3 separate regions of the Gossypium hirsutum genome follow, and regions 1 and 3 are each linked to region 2. Evidence: chromatin contacts called from public Hi-C data. All regions are on one chromosome and are shown on one strand. The core of a region is the stretch at or near the end of the contact, and the rest is flanking DNA. Distances in the headings are between cores, read along the strand shown.

Region 1 (3,509 bases), core at 220-2,719, 590 kb after region 2:
TAATATGAGAATAATATAAATTAGATTTTCTCCTTAAAAATATATTTTTTAAAATTTATATATTAGTGAAAATAGATCGAGTGATGATGAATTAGTATTTTAATATTATTGAATATATGTTTAATTTTTGGATTTATGATTCTTAATTGATTTATTTAAAAATAATATTAAAGTAGGTAAAAGAATTATGGGTGTTTTTATATTAGGAGTCAAATTGTATTTTTTTTTCTCTCTACTAAAAAATAAATAAATTAGTCCTTATACGTTAAATCAAAGAGAAAATTAGTCCTTTCTGTTAAAAAATTTATTTATTTGTACTGTTAAAAACTTGCGTGGTTGACTGAATAACTAGAAAATGACATGTGACGTGTCATGTGTACATTTTATTGATGTACAATGACTAGTTTTTAATAGAAGAATTGGATGGAATTTTTAATAAAACAATCATTTTGCATTTAATCTAATGTCCAAGGATTAATTTGCCCATCTTTTAAGCAGAGGGGACAAAATGCAAATTGAATCCTGATATAGGGGTGTCCATGTTATTTTACTTATAAAAGTATGAAAAGACAAAATGGCTTCATAATAATATTATAGTTTAAAATAAAAATATTCATGTAATTTCATTATTGAGTTGGTAACCTAACTAAGAGTGACACTAACTTCGCCAAATTTTTAAATATTAAATAATGAATTTTTTTTTATATAAAGGAATTATAAATATATAAAATTTCATATAAATATATAATACCATGAATATGATTATTACATAAAATACAAATACATATTTTTTTAGTTTTTTTTATATATATATTTATGAATTGTAACAAGGACAATACAATTATAAATACAAGTATTAAACTATTATAAATGAACTGTACATTCAAATTATTATAACATAAACAAATTAAGAATTAATATAGTTTAAACTAAAATCAACCAATTACGATTAAGTAGACCAAAACTCTCATATATTATAAAAGTTAAAAACTTATATAAATTAGGCATGATAAATCTTTGAAGCAAAATCTCTACTTTTACCAATTAAATGAGGTAATGATTTGTTAATATATATTTTAAAAATAGTCACGAATTCTTATGAGATTCGATGTGATTAAGCAAGTAAAAAGAGAAACATTGAATTCAATTCAAATTAAGCAATTCCATGATCTGGGATAACAGAGATTATTCCATTAAATGGACAAAGACGTCGTTATACATCGTTTAAATCAAAATTAATAGATGTGAATGAAGGTCACGTGCATGGCACCGACCAATCATGGACCGGAAATTCACATCAAGACTGGCTGGCCTTCTGCCACGTGTACCAATCCCTTAAGGTCTTGCACTGTATTATCACATAAAATATTTAATGTTTTACTCCTATTTTCTATTTATGTGTTGCTCTTGCATAAGATGGTCATTAAATAGTCTTGGGTCCCGCCAAGTGGGATACGTGTATTGCTAGGATTCTTTCAAGTCCCTTTCAAACCAGACCAACATCCTAGAGCCCGAGGGAGTGATCAACGGCTGGTATCTCCTCACCGGCTATTTCTAATTATTCGATCCAACGGCGTCAATCGAATTGACGGCTGCCGCCCAACAGTGTTTCCCAAGCCTTGGACTGCAATGGCTGTCGGTAAATTAGGTGTCTGTGGTAACATTTTTATTATAAAGAAAATGAAAAAAAAAAAGAAGTAAAGGAGAAAGTATGTTACTAGTCCCTGCATTTCTATATAATTTGATATTTACTCCCTATATTTTAAAATTTAAAAACTCAATTCTCTTACTTTTTCAATTTAAAAATCTTAATCCAATAATTATCATATGTTAAAATGTTTATTTTCACTCATATGACATGTCAGATGAGGGAAACTTAATCAACATGCTAAATTGGTAAATTTTGACAAAAAATACTTACTATTTTAATGATTGGATTGGGATTTTTAGATCAAAACAGTTAAAGGGCTTAATTTCTAACATTTTAAATATGGAGAACAAATCTCAAATTTTATCAAAAGTATAGGGCCTAACAGACAATTTTAACGAAAAGTAAATTACAATAAAAAATAAAGTAGCCGTTGGAGACGTGGAGTTTATTACTTGTATAAAAAGAGGCACAGACTTTAAAACACATGAAAGTCAGGAAGAAAAGTAAAATAAATTAAAAATCCAAACCATTTCGGATCCCTCTGGGATCGAAATCGATTTTGTATCTATTTTCTGTTTATCAATAGCATTTTCTAACCAATAATATTCTTTTTCTTTTTACTTTTCATTGAGAAAATCTGTAAAGATTTCCTCTGAAATATATATATCTTGAACATGTTTTTGGGTTCAGGCTTTTGATCATATTATTGCGAAGATCATCGCCTCTTTTTGTTTGATATTGAAAAAGCTTGTTCGTTGTTTGCCAAAGCAAAACCCAGTAGTATTATGGATGGGATTTTCTTGCCATCTTCAGCTGAGAAATCTGTTTCTCCAAACAAGCAACTCAAGAACATTCCAAGGAGACATAGTAGTGGAGCTCACACGAGCATCATCCATGGGGGGGAGGAGGAGGAGGAGGAGGCCTCTTTTTGGCTCCCCTACCTTCTCTTTCCTTCTCTTATCCATTCTATCAGGCTCAGCAGCAACCACCTCTCCTTCCACTTCCACTCCCTAATAAACCTCTTCATACTTCGCTCCCTTCTCGAACCCCAACCCTTCTATCTTCTCCATCTAACCTCAAAAGCAACAGAAACAAAGACCAATCTCTGACCCCTCCAAAGAGATCAAAATCAAAGCAACTCAGTGGGAAATCAGTAGGAGAGCCAAAGAAACTTCAAACCAGACCAACGGAGGGAAAAAAAGCACAAGGTGCAATTAGTAAGCCCTTTGTCATGGCATCAGGAGGACCCCAGGTGGCTGCGAGAGATTTGGAGAGGCTTTCAAGTTCTATCTTTACACTCTCTCCACCACCTAGCAGCTTGCCTTTGCCCAGCTTTTCGCTTAGACCAAAGCTTGGCTGCAAGGCTGAAGCTGGTGGAGGAGTCGATGATGGAGCCACTGACAATCTCCGACGACTCCTACGTCTCCCTTGAAGGGTATTTTCCGTAAATAAAGGCCTGAACAATAATTAAGGGTAAGCAGTAACTTCTGTTCTTCCTTTTTCGAGATTTTCTCCTTAATTGTCTCATGTCATGGGAAATTATAAAGATCACCTCATAATTTTTTTGAGCTGAGGTGCTGGAATAAAAGAAAAACTAGAGTGGATAAGAAGTGTGCTTGCTTCTGAGTTCTAAGGCTTTGGGCCAATAGTTTGTTCAACTTTTCCATTTTCTTTTATAGCGTATTAAGTATATTGTAACTTAGATCCTATGCTGATCATAATGCGATCACCGCCTTGTTTTTGAATCGGGGTGAACATATAAAAGATATTAAGAGTAAGGCTTTGCCATTTTCTTGTGTTTGATAATCTTAAGGCTGTTTCTGAACAGACGATTGCCACATTGCGTATTAAGCACATG
Region 2 (3,915 bases), core at 740-3,239:
CGACATATGTGATGGAAGTTCACCGGAGAAGAAATTGTCGCCTAACTCCATAATACTCAGCAATGGCAAGTTGAAAATCCCAGCTGGAATCGTCCCATTGAGAAGGTTTTTCATGATACGAATCTTGGTAAGAGACTTGCAGTTGCCAAGTTCTTCAGGGAGTGGACCAAAGAAGAAATTTTCCATCATAATCAACGTCTCCAACCTCCCCCCCCTGCATAAATCCCGAGGAATCAATCCAGTGAGGTGATTCGAAGCAACGTCAAGCTTATAAAGCTTCCCATTGCGCCCCAGATTCTGGGGCAATTCAAACGTAAAGTTGTTTCCCCACACCTGAAACACTTCAAGATGAGGATAATCGCCTACGAATGACGGTATCAAACCGTAGAGATTGTTTTTGAACAAATTTATAAGCGTAATGTTGTTCAAAGCAGAGAAACTGTCCGGTATCTCCCCTGTGAGTTCATTTATAGAAAGATCAAGTGATTTCAAGCTGATTAAACCAGAGAGTTGAGAAGGGATACGGCCGGTGAGACGGTTGAGTTGAAGGAACAAGGAGTGCAAGTGTTTCAAATTGCTCAAACTCGAAGGAATCTCACCGGTTAGGTTACAGCTTGCCATGTCGAGAAGTTCGAGTTGACTCAATGACCCATACTCAGGTGGAATGCCTCCAACGTAGGCGTTGAAGTATCCGATTACCAAGTATTTGAGGTTTGTTAAACTAGCCAAAAAGGCAGGAGTTTTCCCTGTTAAACCGATGCCATTAAGACCCAAATATTCCAAGCTCTGGATTTCAGAGTACTCCTCCGGTATCTCTCCCATGAAAAAGTTGCCTCCGAAAGATAAATGCTTGAGATATTTAAGATTGACGACCTCAATGGGAAGAACACCCGTGAAGTTATTGTTATAAGCATCGAGAGTCTCGAGGTGAATCATGCCTGCAAAGATTTCTCCAGGGAAACTGCCTTGGAAAACATTGTTGGAGATGTTGAATATCTTAAGAGAAGTCAAATTACCCATCTCCACAGGAATCCTCCCCGTAAGACTATCGGAAGAAATAGTGAGGTTGACTAGCTTGTTGAGAAGCCCAATTTCAGGAGGAATAGTGCCAAAGAGAGGAGCAAACGACACGTTCAGAGCAACAACACTGAAATCCTCATCGCATTGAACACCAGAGAAACGGCAATGTGCTGATGGAGATGAAGAGAATTCCCAGTTCTCGAGTCCCAAACCTTTGGGTCCAATCATTGAAGACTTGAGCAGCAACAGAACTTCAAGATCACTGGAACCATAGACGATGGCTGAGAAGAGTAGTAGAAGAGTCGAGAAAACACAGAGAAGATAACTGTAAAAGCTTCTCATTTCAGTGTTCTTCTCTTTTCCTGAGCTCAGAGAGAGGTGAAGGCTTTACTATCAGTAGCTCACTACGTTAAATAGAGTTGTACTGTATATTGGGTCGCAAAGAGGATCGTAGTTCCCAAAGCATCAAATGTTGGATATGAAATAAACAAATACAAAATCTGAACTCTGAAAAAGTCAGGGAGAGAGTGTGTGAAAGGGCGGAGTCTGGATTGCATGAAACCGCTAAAGACACGGCAATACGATGGCCCATGGTTCGCATCGTACACTACATGGAATTGAAAATGGTAGAACACAGAAAGGGTTAACGTTGAATTTACTAGTTTTTAAAGCTTGTCAGCTCTGTGAGTCAAACATGAGGGAGGGAGGGAGGGAGGGTCCCCATGGCAGCAGGAAGAACGATTGAAACGTTAACTCGGGACGGAGTTGATGAAGGTTACTATTTTACGTGGGGCTTAGAGACTGTGAATTGCTAAGGGTACTATACTCATCTGGTTTGACGGCGTGATCTGCCGGTTCTAAAGATTGGCCCTATTATAAATGCAGCTGCCCACTGCATTACTGTCAGACGCCAGTTGTTTTTTCTTTTTCTGAAAGAAAAAAATCACTCGGAAAAACTGTCAAATTCACTAGGTTGAGCTTGGTAAAAATATTATACCATATATATCTTATTATTATTTTGAGCATTTGGGATTATGAAAGATGAATGTGGATTTTGTCTTTTGGGGGAGTGATGAAGACAGGGGATGGGCTTTGGGGGTCAATTGCTGGGCCCAGATTAAAGGCTGTGAATGTCCTTTCCCGAAGAAACACCTTTTTCTCCCTCTGACTCCTTTTTGGCAGTGAGCTAAAAGTCTACTCTTTTTGTTCTTTTCTCCGATCGGGACCGTCCACAAAATAGGGGACCATTGTTGATTGCCTCTGCACTAACCTCTCCTTTTGCTTCCTTCCCTATCCCTTATGCAATTGTTTATGGACCAACCCAAGTATTCTGCAACTTCTTCTAACCATCCAAGTGCTTTGACATCCAAAGTAGAATTTCTTCATCATCTCATTCAAATATTTGTCTTCTTGTTTAAGCAACATTTATGATTGGGCCATTAGCTTGTTAGAAAACTCCCAAGGGAAAAAAATAAACTATGTTATAAAATAACATATGATAGTGTTCATGAAAAAGATAATGTAAACATGACTATATCATGAATATAGATATGCTGCATTGTGAGATAAGGTATAGATTAAAGAGTCAAATGGATATTAAATTTTTTTTGTAATTTTAAGAGTCCAAATTTCAGGAGCATAGGGAAAAACAATAAAAGATGAAGGTTAACCCTCACTAGGGCTAAGAATAAAAATCAACTCAAATCGAGATATTTAGATAGTTTATCGAATATAAGTTAAAAAATCACAATGACCCGAAATTGAATTAAATTTTATTTTTTATTTACATATAATTAATTTTAGTTTTTATGATATAAAAATAAATATTTTATATTTAAAATAGTTAATAATTTAAAAGTTCTTAAAGAATTATTGTTTTTGAGAAATATTTATGAAAAAGATCTAATTTTTTAAATAATATTTAAAAGTCATAAAATAAACCTCATTTTATCAAAATAAGTCAAAAAATAAAAACAATAAATTCATATAAAAAAATTGAGAACCAAATCGAACTAAACCGAATTATGATGGATGGTTCAGAAAATTTAAAAAATCTGATTGAACTAAATCAAAACCACCCTTGACAACAAATGTTAGGTACTACAAGTTAAATTTGTATCGATACAAGTATAAGATTCTCAAAAATATCTTTGAAAAAAAAGCTTAACCTCAACACCTGTAACTGTTGAAATTATATAACATCATCTCATCATGTCCCAAATTATGGAAATCAAATTCTCTCAAATTTTTTGGTAAAGAACCCTGACCTCAATACATATGAATACGAGGCTAGGGTAAAATTAACCACATGAACCTCAACATCAATTAGTGTTGAGGTCGTTTAATATTTAAAAAATGCACAATTTGAGAAATAATGAAAAGAGAATGTTTTTTTTTTTAATTTTTGAATATGGTGAAAAAAAATATTTCTACAATAAGTATTTAAAAAAAATTCATTTTCACGGTATTTTTTGGTAGTATCTTTATATTCATGAGTGTCGAGATTAATTTAGGGTTTTGATTATTGAACTACCTTGAAATTAAGGAAAGGATAAGGTGTAACGATTCAGTTTTCAACGGTGTCGTAAAAATTTGGTTTTAGATTGAATAAATTGAGTTGAGTTAGTAAATAATTCAAATAGGTTAATTACGTGTTGAGTATGAATACGGAAGGTTGAATTGTTAGGTTTTATTGAATTAAATGAAAATTAGTTTAGACTTAATAGGTCTTTCAGTGGTAATTAATTAGCAATTCTACCATCATTAAATAAAGGGTAGTCGCTTGGAATGTATGCAACCGTTGGATCCCACCATTGTTTTGATTATTGCTTGATAACCATTGATTTTGGTTTAATAATTTTAATTAATTAAGTTAATAAAGTGGGAAAGAGGAGT
Region 3 (3,731 bases), core at 456-2,955, 550 kb before region 2:
AAAGACACTACAGTGGCTTGTTCCAGTTGCCACAAACACAACCAAGTATGTTATGTTATGCTTGTTTAGATTTAATTTTTTTGAGAAATTAAGCCAAAATTCCTAGGTAATATTTCTTCTTTTTTTGCAACAGAGCACATCAAGGTTTTGGATGGGTTGGAGAATGGGCGAGCACAGGGTTAGTGAAAGGCTTTTCTTTGTCTCTCTGTGTGCATATTGTCACATGTGAATGGACTTATTCTGTTTCCTGGTGTTTGACAGCAATGAATTTGGAAGAAGCGCAGCGGTAAATATTGCCCTCACCGGCCTTCAGACGCTTTATCATGCTGATAAAGCGAAAACAGATGCATACGTCCTTGAATTGGTGGCATTGCTTCATCATTTGATCAGCTTAGTGAAACAAAGAGATCACGGGTCCAAGCCTCAGACATTTCGATCTCCTTTTCACTCCAAGATGCAGCGGCAATTTCTATCCTTGAATAGTGGTACTAAACCCCGCAAGGTTGAACTGTCAGAACAAGACAGGAAGTTGTTAAGCAAGGTGAGTGGGAGGAGATTGGTTCCTGGAATCAGCAAAAGTCAGGAATTTCCTTTAGGCAAAAACAAAAGGATCAAAGTTTGGGCATTAAGTAGAAGTGCTGGGAACTCTCCTGATAGGGCAAGAAAGAGTTGCAAGCATTCAAAAACAAATATATTGGATGTGATGGATGGTTTAGACCTCGCAACTTGAATGTCACTTCTTGTCTCATTCCTAACAGTCCCATTCTTCTCATTCTATTATTAAATATATGTGAGATTCATTAGAGTGTACATAATACCTTCCATATATTGTATATTGGTATTTTTTTTCCCAAGTCATCTTAACAAGTGGATATATTGTTTTTGTTTTGGTATTAGTATATATTGATATTAGCACGTTTTAATATTTGTAAAATCTAATTTTAATCGAAATGAAACTTAATTTCGTATTGAAACAGTATGGTATTAGTCAATCCAAACAAATTTGAGTTAGAGGTGAACAAAATTTGATTTGATTCAAAAAAGTAAAATAAAAATTCAAATTTCTAATTAATTGAATTGAGTTGTTCGAGTCAACTCAAATAAGTAATTTCAGTTTTGAGTCGAGTTAAATTTTACAATTCGAATAATTTGAATAATAAATTAATTTATTGAATTTAGTGAATTCAAGCCGAGCCGGGCTAAAAATGTCTTACCTAAGAACCGGCCTGTTTTTTAAACAGACCTTATTTTTTGTCTAAATCCATTTTTCGAGCCTATATTTTTACTCAAACCCTCCCACATTAGGTGGTCTGGCCTATTAACAAGTCTAATTAAGAGTCAGATTATATTTTAATCTTATACTTAAAAAATGGTGTCTATTCCATCAATTACGTTAACTTTTAATAATACAAATAAATAAAATTACAAATAGTAACTCTTCAAATCTCGTAGTTTTGGAGATAGTAACCCAATAGTGCTCTCCAGAAAATAATTTCAATAATCCACAAACAACTCAGCAGAGTTTCTCAATTTGCTTTGTATCCTACCAAAAGAATGACAAACTTAATTTCGAAACTAGAATTATTGATGTGCTTTTTTCCCTCCAAGGTAGAGATCAGGTGGTAAAGATAGGAGTGGTAGTGCCCAAGTGTTGGCAAAGCCTGCGAGTAATGACCACTCAACATATCCCGTTCAGTGCCTAAAGTATCAGGCTATAGTCTTTGGGGACCCTTCTATTTTATAGGAGATGTCAGTCCTTGCTTCCCGTCTCTGTGCAATGTGGGTTTTACACATTAGACTAGCTTAGCGGCCCTTTTGAGTTTTTAACCTATTTTGTCCCCACTCCTCACTATCTATTTCTTTTTCGATCTCAAAAATGCCTAGTATAAGGTTTAGGCTTCTTTTGGTTCACCGTTTAAAGCTAGTGAGGTGCAGTTGGACTTCCAACCTCACTGGGAAGATGTTTGGTTGAGTGTTTCAGTGCAACCAAAATCAATTCTCACCACACTGCTATCCCAAAAATCAACTGGAGCTTTCAGCAGCAATAAGCTCACTGGTTGAACTTCCATTTATTATTTTACCATTTTATCCTTAAAGTTTCTTTATCAATCTGTTATTTTTTTCAGATTTGGCGGGCAAATTCTGCTATCTATGTTGGAGTTTCAACACACTTTAACCGGGTAAAGTAAGAATTTCAAACAGAGCACCAGCAGCAACGTATTATACCCGGGTAAAATATGAAGGAAAAATGCTTGAAGTTCAAGCTTTTAGCTACTGTCAAGAATGGAGAACAGAACTTAGAATTTTTAGAAGGCAAAGGAAGAATGGAGCATATGGAAGAAAATATGATGATTTCATTCGTTTTAAACATTGGTTATATAATAAAAATTAAAAATTAAAAATTATTATCATTTTATCTAATAAATAATTTAAATTGATTATATAATTCATTAAAATATTTATAATAAAATATTAAAAGATACATTTTAATATTTTATTAAATAAATTTATAAATTCACATATTTTAATAATTTTATATAAGTAAAATAATTTAAAAACTTCTATTATATATCAATTCTAATATGATGTCCTTAATAGTCATTTTTCATTTTCACCTTACCGCTACAGCTGCGTTTGAATCCAAACACACACTCTACCGCTGTTTCTAATCTCACCGCTACAGTATCCAATCTCACCGCTACAGTAACTAATCTCACCGCCACCGCTGTTTTTAACCTTACCGGAGGTAAACACACCGTCCATCCAAACTAAGGCTTAATTTGGATGGGCGGTGCGTTTACTTCTGGTGAGATTCAAAATAGTGGTAGCGGTGAGATTATTTACTATGGCGGTGAGATTGGATACTGTAACGGTGAGATTAGAAATAGCGGTGGGGTATGTGTTTGGATTCAAACACAACTGTAGTGGTGAGATGAAAATAAAAAATGACTATTAAAGATATTACATTAAATTAAATTAAATTAAATTAAATTAAATTAAATTATATATGTAAAATAAATAATTATTCCATATTAAATAATATATATTAAATTTTTATTTATATTAAAACAAAAATTTTATTAATAAACAATTACATTACATAAAGTTCATGTATCTACTTATTTATAATTAACTTTTATTTATATATTTATTTTAAAATATATTTATAGTAAATATTAAAATAATTATGACAATAAACATATAATTTATATATTTTATGATAAATATATATATTTACTACATCAACATATATAAAAGAATAAAATTTATTTAATTGCTATATAATAATAACATTTGTAATTTACTTATTTGGATACCCAAAAGTCTTATTTTCACACCCATATTAAGGATAAAGTGGTAAAAATATTACCCACTATAGTTGCGTTTTGTTTACTGGTGTTTGACACTCCAGTCTAAAACTTTCTCACCAGTGCGTTGAAAGATCTTTCGCTGGCAAAATTTGTTGTCATCCAAACAGGTATATATGGTGCGATTGCACCAAAATCAAGAATAAACGGGCTTCACTGGAAGTAACTGGGCATCCAAAGGAGCCCTAAAACAATAAAGAGGTGTCACCGCGGATTTCTAATAATGTGGTTGAGAATTTAATCATGCTATACGATTAGTTATTTATTTTTTTAACAGTATCTGTGATGAGTGAATTTGTCACTGTTGTTGACGAAGGATAACTTGATTTTGATAAAAAAAATTAAAAATATAAATTTTTATAA

Evidence for each region. Hi-C and Micro-C count contacts between places; a contact is called where the count stands out from the background.
Region 1: a contact with region 2 is called in a Hi-C map of leaf, with 3 times the contacts expected there. The contact joins the enhancer-like site here to the promoter of LOC107951343 in region 2. A contact is called at or near these places in 6 of 34 Hi-C or Micro-C datasets (hypocotyl, leaf and seedling).
Region 3: a Hi-C map of leaf shows a contact between it and region 2, with 1.9 times the contacts expected there. The contact joins the enhancer-like site here to the promoter of LOC107951343 in region 2. A contact is called at or near these places in 5 of 34 Hi-C or Micro-C datasets (callus, hypocotyl, leaf and 1 more).

What each region holds. Positions count from the first base shown.
Region 1 is chrA02:30,418,337-30,421,845 of Gossypium_hirsutum_v2.1, forward strand. No RefSeq gene overlaps it. Among protein-coding and RNA genes, the nearest start is that of LOC121216860, 27 kb to the right of the region's middle. Within about 2 kb of position 1,470, at least 4 of the 9 cell types and tissues checked have an H3K27ac peak or open chromatin away from gene starts, as enhancers often do. A contact at or near this core is called in hypocotyl and leaf, where this site is marked.
Region 2 is chrA02:29,826,414-29,830,328 of Gossypium_hirsutum_v2.1, forward strand. LOC107951343 (receptor protein kinase CLAVATA1) reads right to left here and starts at 1,990. Exons shown (of 2, transcript XM_016886352.2): 1 at 1-1,990. The coding sequence starts at 1,362.
Region 3 is chrA02:29,273,581-29,277,311 of Gossypium_hirsutum_v2.1, forward strand. It overlaps the pseudogene LOC107950990. Among protein-coding and RNA genes, the nearest start is that of LOC107950989, 11 kb to the right of the region's middle. Within about 2 kb of position 1,706, at least 5 of the 9 cell types and tissues checked have an H3K27ac peak or open chromatin away from gene starts, as enhancers often do. A contact at or near this core is called in leaf, where this site is marked.